Regions from separate parts of the Sus scrofa genome. Here region 2 is linked to region 1. Evidence: chromatin contacts called from public promoter capture Hi-C data. All regions are on one chromosome and are shown on one strand. The core of a region is the stretch at or near the end of the contact, and the rest is flanking DNA. Distances in the headings are between cores, read along the strand shown. Region 1 overlaps LOC106508433 (a long non-coding RNA gene). Region 2 holds the start of LIX1 (protein limb expression 1 homolog).

Evidence for each region. Promoter capture Hi-C pulls out the DNA fragments that hold promoters and counts their contacts.
Region 2: a contact with region 1 is called in a promoter capture Hi-C map of fetal liver, with 2.3 times the contacts expected there. The contact joins the promoter of LIX1 here to the enhancer-like site in region 1. A contact is called at or near these places in 1 of 5 promoter capture datasets (fetal liver) and 5 of 47 Hi-C or Micro-C datasets (embryonic fibroblasts, fetal skeletal muscle, heart right ventricle and 2 more).

Annotation. Positions count from the first base shown.
Region 1 is chr2:102,958,110-102,965,409 of Sscrofa11.1, forward strand. The region is part of intron 6 of LOC106508433 (a long non-coding RNA gene); the gene reads left to right. Among named protein-coding and RNA genes, the nearest start is that of PCSK1, 89 kb to the right of the region's middle. Within about 2 kb of position 4,067, at least 15 of the 83 cell types and tissues checked have an H3K27ac peak or open chromatin away from gene starts, as enhancers often do. A contact at or near this core is called in fetal liver and subcutaneous adipose tissue, where this site is marked.
Region 2 is chr2:103,797,866-103,805,165 of Sscrofa11.1, forward strand. LIX1 (protein limb expression 1 homolog) reads right to left here and starts at 4,014. Exons shown (of 8, transcript XM_003123811.5): 1 at 1-4,014. It overlaps RIOK2 (serine/threonine-protein kinase RIO2), which reads right to left. Exons shown (of 16, transcript XM_021085153.1): 15 at 4,427-4,466; 16 at 4,179-4,424. The coding sequence ends at 4,303.

The sequences.
Region 1 (7,300 bases), core at 2,817-5,316:
CTTCAAATCTTGCATTTCTCCATCACGGTTACGGTGAGGTTGCAGCTGACATTGCTCCTTGTTGGGAAGATCCTGGTCAGGGTTTCCCAGATGTGGGGCTGTTATATATCACTTTCATTATTTTTGTCAGGATAATTTTCTCTAAGTTGACTCCATATTTGTTTAAACTGGACTCAATTTTCCATCATAAACAGAAAACTAATATTCTTTGTTAGAACCAATGGGTGACTGCAAAAATAAACACATAACTATTAAAATGAAAATTCTTGTGCACCCTTAAAGTTATTTTGAAAAACAGAGCACTTTTGCCCTCCCTCGAGGTCCCCTGGTCTCGAACATCCTGGAGACTGAAGTGTAGGTCTCAGCTTGGGGATGGCAATGGTAGGGAACTCTAGGAATGACAGTGATGGAATGGTTTTATTTCTAGAAGAGCCTGTCCAGCCTGTTTTCTCCCTCCCCACCTAGCTTGGCCTCCAGGCTTGGGCCTCGTGTGTGCCGTCAGCTTCAGCTGCATGGTTCCTTTTTGGCCACCAGCTCTCACACTGTAGATTTCTGCTTTGGTCCTTGTTGTTTGGCCTTTCTCTCCTCAAGGACCTGGGGGCGTGGGGTGCCAATTTTATAGGGGAAGCCCCAGTCTTTTTATAGCTTCTCTCCCGGCCATTCCTTGATTCCATTAATATCCCATCAGCTAAGTACAGAGTGCAGCTCTCCCTCATCCTTCCTCAGTGTGAAGCGTGACCCAGTTAACGGGAGGTAGGAGCATAGGGTTCCCTGGCCTCTGTCAGTGCTTCCAGAGCTCAGCGTGCGCCGGAGTTAGAGTGACCTGGACAGTGTGTTCTTGGTGGGGATTTTCACACAGGGAGGCTTTTGCTGTTTTCTGCACAGTCAGAGGAGGAGCTGTGTGTTTGGAAAGGGAGCTTGGAAAAAGAAAAACCAGAATGAGCAGGCTTTTCCTGTTGATTTGGACTCCCTAGGTGTGTGGGCAAGTCCCAGCACCACTCAGAGACCTCAGTTCCCTCCTGTGTGAGGGGAGAGACTAAAGGAATGAAAGCCCGAGGGCCTTCTCAGTGCTGGGATTCTGCAGTCCCCTTCCTCCTTTCCTGAGCCAGAGCATCGGCCTTCTGCTGTCAGCTGGGGCCAGAAACTAGGCCCAAAGCTGAGGTGCCTTTGTCCTGCTGCTGGAGGGCAACTGTGGGAAGGAAGCTGGATGAACCTAGCTGCCCTCATCTTTGGGTGAAATGTGACATCAGGGCAACCTCTGTGCAGTGTAATAGCGGTAGGTGAGGGGTGCCGGCAGCACAGTCGTCAGCAGGGGATGCTGGATAGGGTGGCTGCTCTGATGATAGAATGAATGAGAGTAAACAGTCTGAAGCACTGTGATGCTGTGTGTTCTTAAATACCACCCTTAGCCTCTCTGAGTTTTACTTATTCTCATCTGCAAAATATATGTATGGAAGAGACACAGGAGAGCCTAGACCTGAAAGTTCAGCAGCTCTCTTCCAATATCAACATTCTTTGATTCCATGTTTCTAAAGACTCTATACTTAAAAATGGTATTATGGGAGTTCCCGTTGTGGCTCAGCAGTAACGAACCTGACTAATATCCACGAGGACACACGTTTGACCTCTGGCCTCGCTCAGTCGGTTAAGGATCTGGTGTTGCCGTGAATTGTGGTGTATGTAGGACGCAGATAAAGAAAAAAAAAAAAAAACTGATTTTATGTGTCTCAAACCCTCAACTCAACATCCATTCCATATTCTCCTCACTTTTAGCAAATTTTCTCTCTGCTTTGTCAAGAAGATAGTGGTGAACTGGGGATGAAGTTTCTCAGATGATGCTGAGGTGCAAGAAATACCATATGGCACTTTTTAAGAAATTTAAGTTCAAAATTCTCTCTCAAGAGCTGCGATGCTCAGTAGCAGTCATTGTTGGAGCTCCTTCCCTCTAGGGGCTGTCATGAATCCAGGGAGGATTGCTTAGCCCAGGAAATTTGGGAAGAGATCTGCCTTCTCTAAGCACTATCGTGGTCACAGTTTTTGTTTATTATCTGGGCCCAAATGGTCCATTGTAGGCTGGAAGCTCTATTTCCCCTACTCCACCCCTGGCCTGACTCAGGCAAGGTGGCCAGGTTGTCATGTCTTGGGAGCTCAGGACCCCTCACGACCATAAGCCACCTCTTCAGAGAGCCTGCCATCTTCACAGGACTGATTCAAGGAACTTCCTTGCTTTGAGGCACTTGTACATCCTGCTCCCACTGGCTCCTTTCTCCATTCCAGGAAGATCACCTCCAGGGCCTCACACTTACCTTCTTCAGCTTCAGTACCAGTTCTGCCTACTCTTATCTCAGCTATGGACCCGGTTACACAGTAGGGAGTTTAACGACCATGTGGAGAATCTCAGTTAAACACTTAAAGGAAAAGGCTGGGAAGGAGTCACCATCCTAGTATCCTAGAAGCTTGCTTTCAGCCCCAGGAGTACAAAAGTCATTTCAAGTGATTCAAGGCAAGACCAGGAAACACAACACAAAGGCCGACTTGTTCATTCGTTGGAAACTGCTACAATAATAAGAGCAATAAGTGATATCTTTATAATGGATTTTCCTGCTACAAAACAATTAAGCATGACCTTCCCGCATCTCTTGGCTCCTCCACATCCAGAAACTGAGTTGCACACCCCCCCCTCATGATCTTGCCTCAGTTTCATAAGACATGGTGCCCTCTTTTGTTCTGGGCCCACCCAGTTAGACTTGCCAAGACCAGGCGCCAAAGCTATTCTCCTTCTTGAAACATCATGCTTTCCTCTTGCAGGTGTGTGTTCCCTTCAAAGTATAAGCTTATTAGTTTCCCTCCCATTCATTAAAAAAGAAATCAGAGTTCTTGTTGTGGCTCAGCGGGTTAAGAATTCGACTGGTATCCATGAGGATGCAGGTTCAATCTCTGGCCTCACTCTGTGGGTTCAGGATCTGGCATTGCTGCAAGCCGTGGCATAGGTTGCAGCTGTAGCTCTGATTCGGACCCCCCCCCACCCCAGGCTGGGAAGTTCCATATGCCACAGGTGCCGCCCTAAAGATAAAAATAAAAAAAAAAAATAAAAAGGAAATCTATCTTTGGCTTCACATGCCCCAGAAAATGTCCCATGTCTTCTTTCCTCTTATCTAAACTTTTTAAAAAAGTAATCTGTGCTCACTGTGACCACTGGGTGTGCCATTCATTCACTCTGCACCCCTGCAGTCTGGCTTGTGCTCTTGTTGAGGCCACGAGTATCCTTCTAATTACAAAATCCAATGGACATTTTCCAATCTTTGTCTTGCTATACATTTGGGGGCATTTGGCAATGTTGATTATATGTACTACTGCCCTCCAAAGTAATAGTATATTTTCCAGTTTTCTCATTCGCTTCTGTTCCTTCTTAAAGGCAAGTTTTTCTCTCTCCACCCGTCACTTACATCCTTGTGTGCCCCAGGTGTCTGTGTTTACAGCACACTACTTCTCATTATGGAGACTCTTCTTGGGTGCATTTATCTACTCTCAGGAGTTCAACTACCACCTGTATGCTAATGACCCTCTAATTCAACCTGCTACTCAGATTTCTTCCCTAAGGTTTAGACTCACCAATTCCATTACCTGCCAGGTATCTTCAAGTGGGCGCTTATCAGATATTTCAGATTTGATTCCTCAAAAACTAAGCAGAACTTTCCTCCAAATTCACTCTCTTTGTGTCACCATCTCTCTACCCAGTGAACAGGGTTATAAAATATCAGCCCTGACCTTTCTCTCTGTCTCTTCATCCAGCTGATGCTGCACGTGGATGGTTTCCCCTCCTATGTGTTTCTCGAATCTGCCCTCTCCGCCCCAGTCCTATCATTGCTACCGTTCTCAGACACACCTCCTCTTCCAGGAAAGATACAGCCTCCTAACTGGCCTCCTGGTTTCTAGACTTGTTCTCAGTTCTGCTCTTTCCAGAGCTACCTAAATGGTCCCTATTAAACACAATTCTGACCCTGTTCCTCTCAGCCACGCCATTCCATGGTTCCTGGAATCTACACCAGCAAGTTCAACTTCCTTTCCTGGCACGCATGGCCCTCTGTGGCCATCTCTTGCCTAATTCTCAGGCCTTGGCTCCTACTACTTGGATTCCAGCAATACTCAACCAGCAGTAGTTCCCTGTACACACCGTGTTCTCCCTCTGTTCTTTGTTTCTGCTTTTAAGATTAAATATTTTACTTCGGAGTGTCAAGTTGGTATTCAAAGGGCCATTTCAAGTTCATTCGATATTCAATATTAGAGCCTCTGTTCTTGCAGAGGGAAGAAAGAAAAGGCTCATAGCTCCACCCCCATTTCTGCCCCTTTCTCCCCCACACAAAGAGGGTACTGGACCTGAGATGTTTGTGCATCCTGCCTGATTTAAAGTATTTATAAGCACATCAAATATTTTAGGTTTTCACTCCAGGTTGTTCTTCCAAGCCAAGGAGAATCTATTTGTTATGAAGAGTGTGCTGCCCTCTAGAGGTGGCGTTCAGGAAAGGAACATATCCTATCCATGTCACAGCGTTCTGCAGTTTCTCCTGTGAAAAAACTGTCATAGTAAGACCTTTATTCTTTCTGCTATTTGTCCAAAATATGCTTTACCAGATCTCTGAGGCACAATTTTTTAAATTTACTTCCATATTAGTGTTTGGGGAGAAAGCGCAGGATGTACCTCAAAGTGCACTCGATTTGGAGTTAGAAGATTCAAGTTCTAGTCCGGATTCTCTTACGAATGTCTGTGAACTTAGATCTCTCCTCTGTTAATCAAGGGGTGTGATACTCCATCCAGAAAACTGAGAATCATGTGAAAGAATGCTTTGGCAATAAAACTGGTAACAGGAGTATCAGTAAATATTTATTATACTCTAAGTATACACAAAATACCAGGCTGGGGTTAAGAGTTGTTTTGCAGAGGTTATGTGTTTACATTTGATCTTTAGAAAGTTAAATAAAAATATGTGAAAAGTTCCCATTGTGGAGCAGGGGAAATGAATCTGAGTAGTATCCACGAGGATGTGGATTCCATCTCTGGCCTCACTCAGTGGGTCAAGGATCCAGCGTTGCCGTCGGCTGTGGTGATCCAGGTTGCAGATGTGGCTTGGTGTAGGCTGGCAGCTGCAGCTCTGATTCAGCCCCTAGCCTAGGAACTTCCATAGGTCACAGGTGTGGCCCTAAAAAGAAAAAATAATAGTATTTGAAAAAAATTTGGAAAGTATTTGGGGTTTCTATTTAAATGGATTAGTTGAACCCTGATCCCATGAAAACCTGGAAATGAAACTGAGATAAAACAAATGTAAAACTTACAATGAAGTTTATAAGAGTCTATTATAATATGAAAGCAGAACACACAGACACACTTTAATTTCCCAATAAGCTCTGGTGTAAACCTCCTTTAGCCTGACTTCCTCTCCCCTATTTTCAACCAAGGGAAAAAAAAGGAAGTCTTTCATTTCATGATGTGCCCAACTATGGTGATCTCTATATGTCTGCGTAATAATGATTGATGATAGGTATAATTAATTTATTATCTTATAATGGCAATTGACTCCTGAGAATTTCTCTGAATGCTAGAGAAAGGGAAAAATGATTCAGACACCATTTATGTTCATAGTCGGATTGGGAAGAAGAAGCCACAAAGCCCAGAACAAAGCAGCAGGGAGATAAGAGGTCTGCATACCTGTGAGTCCATTTATGCTTGGAGGAGGCTGGGGACACCGGGTGAATCTCCTGTACTGCAGGGAGCCACATCTGTATACTATGCTTGCCATGTGCCTCCCAGGCTGGGTGACATTAATGCTTCCTTTGGCATCTGCCTCTTTAGATGAAAGATGATGCCAAGGTCAAATCTGGCCTGCTGTCTTAGGAGACCAGCAGCCCCAGTGGATGGACTCCTTTTCTCAGTTACATATCTAGATGGCTTTGGACATGATTTCTCATATCAAGCCATGGCTTCACCTCTCTTCAAGACTGTCTGTAACTTTCCAAACTCCTGTGGCCATTATCAGAGAGAGGTCGCTAAAAGAGTATCCCAAACCTTGTGAACAGATACAAGACATTATTACTTAAAATTCTCTCAAGATTCCATAGTTAAGGAACCCTATAAAAAATCTTTTGGGTGTCTCAGTCTACTTAGAATTCTTGTTGGAGGCATAACTAGGAAGGTAAGTCTTGAAATGAGAAATGAAGAGAGTAAATAGACTTTACTAATAGTGTCCATATATTTTTTGTTATCTTTTTTTTTTTTTTTGCTTTTTAGGGCCACACTTATGACATATGGAAGTTCCCAGGCTAGGGGTCAAATCAGAGCTGTAGCTGCTGGCCTACACCACAGCTACAGCGATGCCAGATCCAAGCCACACCTGCGACCTACACCACAGCTCATGGCAAAACCAGATCCTTAACCCACTGAGTGAGGCCAGGAATCAAACCTGCACCCTCATGGATGCCAGTAAGATTTGTCTCCACTGAGCCATGACGGGAACTCCAACAGTGTCCATATTTTTCTTCCTGAAAGTTGTGGCCCAACTAGACCATAATCACTAAGAAACTCTCAGCATGACCTTCCATATGTTAGGTGGAAAACCCTAAAACAAACAAAAATATAAAAACCAGGATGGAGTTTTATCCTGCTCTCATATTTTAAATGCATTTTGAAGTTCAGTTTCAAATATTGTTTATGTGAGGATCTTTGCTCTGATTTGCGACTTAATCACCCTATGCTATTGTCTCTACCCTCATCAGGCTTTGCTTTACTAATTATTCTCCTCTTCCCTTTCTTCTTCCTCCTTAGTCCTGGTTCACTCTATAAAAGAGAGCTTTAAATTCACTGGGCTGTGGTCACAGTAGAGGTAACTCATGAGCCCTAACAATGTATTTAGATAATGAAATGTGTTGAACCCTGAGTCTGAAGGAGGCAAAGCTGTTCGTATGGCTTCTCTCACAAAGAAAACTGCTCTGAGATTCAGTCTAAAGAGACTGAATTTTCAATATGTAGAAAGATGATTTTGGTGGATGGGCTTGCTGCCCTTCCCAAGGGAGACCCTATTCTCATCCTAGAGGTGATCCTGGCAGGAGGGTGCCTTATGAGCAGGGGATGCCCTGCCCTGAGGCCAGGGTAACTGGAAATGCAGCAGAACATCCTGTTCCTGGGAGAACTTCTGCCTGGTTGTTTATGCTCTAGATACTTGGCTCCTGGAGTTCTTGTGCAGATCTTTGGACCTTGGCAAGGCCATTTGTGTTTCTGTCTTGATGCATGTGCTATCCTGGCTCTGGT
Region 2 (7,300 bases), core at 2,764-5,263, 840 kb after region 1:
TAAAGAGGGATAGGAAACTGCACAGAAAGGGGGCCTATTTTTCCACAAGTTGACAACTGGAGAAAGACCAAGTTAGAGAATAATATATTGGTACCTCAGTATCCTTGGGCTCAAGGAAAAAACCCTCCTCCAGCACCACCCTGCTTTCCTTCTACCTCCGTGTGAAAAAGCAACAATATCCCACTCAGGGATTCAGTTTACTGACATGGATTTTTTTTTGAGGCCTGTGAGAAGACAGAGAGGCCTATTATAGAAAAACGGACAAACCGCTTTCTTTTTTTTTTTTGGCTTCTTAGGGCTGCACTCAAGGCAAATGGAAGTTCCCAGGCAAGGGGTTGAATCAGAGCTGCAGCTGCCGGCCTACACCACAACTCATGGCAATGCTGATCCTCGACCCACTAAGCGAGGCCAGGGATCCAACCTGCATCCTCAAGGATACTAGTCAGATTCGCTTCTGCTGCACCACAACGGAAACTCTCATACAAACCACTTTCTAAAAATGGAGGAAACTTGGGGGAAGATAGGACTCAAAGCCTGGATGTGTAGTTATGAGGACTGTCTCTTCTCTGTCTCCCTGGCTCCAGGAAGACAAGTCATAGTGGGTGGACCTTAGTGACGTGCAGAATTTAGACTCCTGGGCTAGATACAATGCTCTAAACCATCTTAGTACACTGGTTTTCCCACCATTTACTTTAGTGGTACCATCAATTCCATCTTTTCTCTCACTCTCAACCTGATTCGGTCTGTGCCTTTGGGCAAGTAATTGTACATCTAAACATGTTTTCTCATCTCTAAAATAAGAACAAGGTAATAAAGACTCTCTAACTCTAGTATGATGGCATAGGATTCTATTTCAGGATGTCTCAACCTGAATACTAGGGCTGACAGGACAACTTTTCAGATTCAATTTACCTCCAATCATTAACTAACATTGACAATCTTTTCTCACTTCTACCCCCTCCTCCCTTTAAAATCAAATCACCATGCTGCTTAAAAATCTACAATCACCCTGTTCCCTAATACAGTCAGTTACACCTTTTCAAATAATCTTTAATTTGGTCTTTTGCCACATAACATCATTCCCCAACTATAGCATAAGCATAACACATTCGTTTCTGTCTTATGGATTTTCTGCATGATTTCCTTCTTATAATCTCTTTTTCAGTCTACCTATCAATCAAATCCCCCATCCTCCAAAAAACTCACCTTGTCACTCTGGCCTTGAATCTGTGACATGAAACAAACCTACACCTCAGGGAAATGCTCTCCTTGAGAACCTAATGAACTCAACCCCCTACCCTGTGGAAGGGCTGGTAAATCTCTGAGGTAGTGGGGTTACCTGCTGAGTTTTTTTAATTAGACAGCTATGTGTTTTGTCAGAAAATATGCTGAGCATTTATCTAAGAGAGTGATTATCTTGAGCTGCACTAACCTTCCACTTAGTATCCTCTGACATTTGTGTGACAAAGAACAAATCAATGGTTACCAACGTTAGCACAAGTATAAATTGCCTATCTTATAGGAAAAGCCTATTTCACAGGAACAGTAAGTAGATAATGTAAGGCTGCAAGCAAAGTATCTGTGCATCATGATAAACTTATAGTTAAAACACTTGGGAAAAGGTAGCCTTATGTCACTTGACCAAATAAACATGAACAGGCAGCCCTCCATATCCTTATATGCAGAACCCCTGAGCAGGGAGGGCCCACTTTTCCACAAAAAATAGTATAATAATATAAAGGACTTGAACATGACAGGACTTTTATACCCACAAAGTTGTTGGAATGAATACCCACGGGATACTGAGGGACCACTGTGGTATGTATCAGACACTGTGCCAGGCTTACAGGTGTTATTTCATTTAATCTTTACAACAGGCTCCATTAAATGACTTCATTTACAAATTAAAGTGAGGTTAGAAGACACAGAAGGTACATAAGATTTGGGACATGGTAGAACTAAGATTCAAATCTGAAACTCCCAGACTCAATGGATGTTTGAGTCACAATACAGTTTTATTACATTAGTAGTATACTTTAAATTTTTCCTTCTGGAATTCTCTGGTGGCCTAGCAGTTAAGAATCTGTCATTGTCACTGATGTGGCACAGGTTTGATCCCTGGCCCTGGGAACTTCCACATGCTAGGGGCACGACCAAATAAAACTAAATTTTAAAAATTAAAAAATTTCTTACTATTCATGTTTTAAAATGAGAGGGTTACATCCTGTCTGATAAGGCAAAGCCTCTATTTTCTAAATGATGGCTACTCAAAAACATCTTTAAAAAATAATTGTGATTGGACCCAGAATAATTTGTTCCGGTTTGTGCATCTGACTAATTTGTTCTGTGACTCACAAGAAATCTTAGAATATTAAGGGTAAGAATTTTTTATTTGCCCTCTGAGTTCCTCAAATAATAAAGTTTTTTATATAATAAATACCCAAAGGTGAACTGAGTCAACCAAACAAAGCTGCACAGAGTGAGGTTATACAGTTTCATTTCCAATTTACTTTTGAAACTCTGAATATGAGAAAATGTATTCCAAAATCAACATCTTATGGTTCTACTAAGCTGTTTTCAACATTATTTTATATTATTAAAATGCTTTAAGGTAGACAGATTACAAAAAGTGAATACCTGAATTGAAAGACATAAACATGCCTAAAATTCAAAATTATGTAAATACTTTGAAAATTAGTGTACTTTTCAAGGGATTAGATTTGACATTTTCCTGCATCTGTACCATTAAGATGAATTTATTAGATAGGTCTTGCAAATGGCCAGTAGAATTAATTTTACAAAGGTGAAAGGGAATCTGCTGGCTTTATCAATCTTGGAAAAGAATTTGTTATTTCTCCTGGACAATCGTAACCACAGATCCAAGTAATTCAAGAAAGTCCTATTTGGTGATGATGGGGTGACAATGCCATCTAGTGGCCATTTTTCACTGCAGGTGACATACCCTTTTCTGAAATAATGGGCATGCTGATGAGACTGGAGTATCATCAGAGAGGTATACTTAATCACATCTCACTGGATTATAAAGTCTTTGAGGAAGAAACCACGTCTTATGTATTGTCTTTCTTTCTGGCTCTCAGTGAGTACAGCTGACCCTTAAACGTGGGATTCAAGAGCACTGACACTCACCCCAAGTCAAAAATCCACCTATAACCTTAGAGTCAGTCCTCCCACATCTGCAAATTCAGGCAACCTGAGATCACACAAAACTTACTATAGTATGTATTTACTGAAAAACATCCATATATAACTAGACTCTTGCAGTTCAAACTCATATTGTCCAAGGATCAACTCTATTTGCTAATTTCGACATGAGATATATTTAAGACCTACTCAACTAAAAATACCAGAAAGAACTTTTCACTTCTTATCTCTTTACCTTTCCCCACCTCTAACTTTTCTACTTCTGTCAGGCTACAAAACTGTAAAAACAGCAACTGTAAAAATCATGGTGGGACTATTTAAAGTTTCTATTCCATGAACATTATCAATTTAAATAACAGAAAATAAAATTAGGCATGACTGGCTTATCCTTAATACTAGAGACTAAATAAAACAGATGACAGTGAATTCTTCCAGTGGCTAAATAAACTGCAACCAAGTTGTTTGGAGATTTTCAGAAAGATAAACATCATTATAATTATCATTCCAACAGTTACACTTTAAAGTGCCAGGCATTGTTATAAAGTGCTTTCTGCACATTGTCTCACGCAATCCTCAAAACAGCATTATAGGAATTTTCTGGTGGTGAAGCAAGTTAAGGATCCAGCACTGTCACCACTGTGGCTCAGGTCACTGGTATAGTGCAGGTTTGATTTCTGGTCCAGGAATTGCCACACCCTGTGGGTATGGCCAAATAAACAAACAAACAAAACAGTGATACAAAGTGGTTATAAATCCAATGTTAACAGTGAGAAAGCTGATGAGCCAGAAGGAAGAGAGAGGGAGAAAGAATTAAGACTTGGCTAAGGTTGTTTCTAAGAAGAAAAGCTGGTATATGAAACAAAGCAATATACCTGTTTGAGAACAAAAAACAAAAACAGTGATATTAAGATTCTTTTAAATATGTAAATATTCCTAATAAAAATTACTTGGAAAGTTGGATTGCTTTAGCAGAATTTCTAGTTACTCTTTAGAAGACATATATTGAATGAGTCAAATTTATCAAGAAAGAGGGTTTATTTATCTATTTATATGTATCTGTCTTGGTCCAAAAAATACTGAAGGTGGCTTAAGAAGGGATCAGAGTAGCTGAATGAAAAATAGTCAAGATCTTGAATAATATTACTCTCCCCAAAAGGTAGCTGCTTCCAAGCTTGATTTAATATTCTGCATGTTTTCTCTCCGTTGCTTGGTAAATATATTTGCTTCTCCTTTCTGCAATCGACGTCTGACAGCTGATTTTGCTGTTTTGTCAACTGACGTCTCACCTTCTGTTTCACCAATTCCTAGAAATATTTCATGAATTAGTATTACTAATTATTGACATTTGACAAGGTATAAACATTCAATAAAACATTTATATTGCTAATATTTTTCAAATTTCTGTTAAAAGCATATTTTAAAATTCCAAAAATTGACAGTACTATGTGAACCATCAATAAAATAAAACACCAACTGTTACAAAAACAGGAGGAATTAAATTCCTAACAAATAGATTTTAGCAAAATATAGTATGTAGTTGATAATTCTTTGAATAACAAATCATCATAGTGCCACCTAGTGTCTATAGGTAAAACTAGGAAAAACCAACCAACTCACCAACTAAAACCCCAAACTTTGTAGTGGAAAATTATGTTTGAAAGCATTTACTACTGGTCAAAACATATGCAGGAGTGCCTTCATAACTTGTGTAGAAATGACCCTGATGGTACAGTTACCCATAGAAAAGTCCTCATATAGTTTCTGGAAGAAACAGTATGTTTTCACATGGTGAATAACCATAAATTCAAGTTCTCTCTTATCACTCAAGACATAGGCTGCTAATCTCACATGATTTACAAGATGAAGAAAAATCTGACCAGTCCATTCACAATAACTTTTTTCTTTCCTGTGAATCACTATAGCTTGTTATTTAATTGTAATATAACCTTGCCATCATCCAACCAGTCTCCTAAAGAAAGAAGTGCTGAAACTGTTGAAGCAAGGGTCTCTTCTTAACAGGCCCTATCCTATGCTAGCACAAAGAATCATTTATTAAAATTTTGTCAAGGTAAAAATTAAAGAGTAATGGATTTGAGAGATAAAAAGGGATAGAAAAACTAGTCTATCAAATGTATTTCCTGGACTATAACTCTGGGTCACGTAAGTTAAATGTAAACTTTGGATTATTTTACGTAGCATTTAGGTAAATGGGCTTTAATAAGTGATCCCTCTTTTTTCAGTCTAATGATTCTCAATGAGAGGAAAGGTAGGAGAAGAGAAAGGGAACAGAAGAATCAGAATTCAAGTTCCTGCAGAGGCTGATCGTCCAAGGGCCAGAATCTTATGAGGACCTGGCTGGTATCCCAGAAGTTTCAGTACTGAAAGCATTAGGATTAGCTCAAAGTTTAACATAGGAGTGACTGGCCTACAAACTATCACAGCCTTTCTACCTTAGTAGGAAACCATAAACCTAAATCTTCTCAGCATCTTCTCAATTACAGCAAGACTATGGAGAAATAACTTCAGAAGTCTGAAGGAAAATTATCTCCAAACCACAACTCTAACACTTAAATTCTCAATCAAGTGTGAAGACAGAATAAAAAGACATTTTAGTAATAAAATTCCCCTCAAAATTCACTCAAATGACTACTAAACTCCATACAGCCAAAGCAGTAAAATAGTTAAGAAAAAGAGATGAAATAGGAAAGATGCACCCAACAGATAGGAAACTGAGACAATAGTAGAGTGTGTGCAAGGAGTGGATTCAGACAGAGGGCTCCATGACAGTTCCAAGAAAAAAAAAATTTCTTTTCTAAATATTCTACTTAATTTTCCCTTGGTCTTTACTTCAGTGAGCCAAAAGACAATCAAATTCAGCAGCTAAAGAAAATAAGAAATAATGTATTATTATGCATGTATTCCTCCTAATCCGAACAATTTTACAAATCCTACGAGGTTAACTTTCATGTTAGAAAAAGTGAGAGAAGAACTCACACACACACATATATAAATATATATAAATAAAATACAGTTGATCCTGGAACAATGAGGGTATGAGCAGTGACCTGCTGCACAGTCAAAAATCCATCCACACCAGAAGCTCCTCTGCATCTGTGGATTCAACCAACTGAATTTCTTTACCACTGAAAAGTCTGCATATAAACGGAACGGGTATTCAAATAAGTGTTGATCAGGGTCAACTGTACATGTGTATCATTTCAGGGATACATTTAAAAAAATGAATGAAAATCATGTACTTCATTGTTTTGTTGTTTGTAGTTGGTGGCCATGTGCATTGGTTTTTTTTTATCTCCAATGGCCACACCTGTGCATATGGAGTTCCCAGCCTAGGGATTGATCAGAGCTGCAGTTGGCGGGTGATACCACAGTTTACAGAAACAATGGATCCTTAACCTACTCAGTGAGACCAAGGATCGAACCGCATCCTCGTTGATACTAGTTGGATTCATAACCCACTGAGCAACAATGGGAACTCCTGGTCATATGCATTTCTATTTAAATTAATTTATGTTAGGAGTTCCCACTGTGGTATAGTAGGTTAAGAATCTGACTGCAGTGGCCTGGTCGATGCAGAGATACAGGTTAATTCCCAGCCTAGATAGTGGGTTAAAGAATCTGGTGGTGCTGCAGCTGCAGTGTAGGTGGCAGTTCTGGCTTGGATCAATCCCTGGCCTGGAAACTTTCATATACCATTAAAAAAGCCAATATACTCTAATGTTTAATTATAATTTAATTCTGTTACATATTAGAAAGAATAGGATTCATAATGCAACTTTGCCAATAAACAGGGAACTATAAAATTATTACAGGGGAAAATGGATTTTACAATTCTAATTTAAAGAAACACAGAGAAATCTTTTCCCTGTGCAGACATAAAACAATTATCAAATTAGCAAAGGTAATAAATAAACTATATTTTCTCCTAACCTTCTACCAAAAATGGAGTATGACCTCAAGGAAATAGTAAGACCAAATTTCAAAGATGCCAAGTTAAAATGATCACTTTGTTTCCAGTGATTAGAGGAAATCTTTTTGATCAGTTAGGTTAAAGAGATCTTCTTCCTCTTATACTAATGGCAAATTTGTGTTTATAATGCAATGTATCTATAGGCTTGAT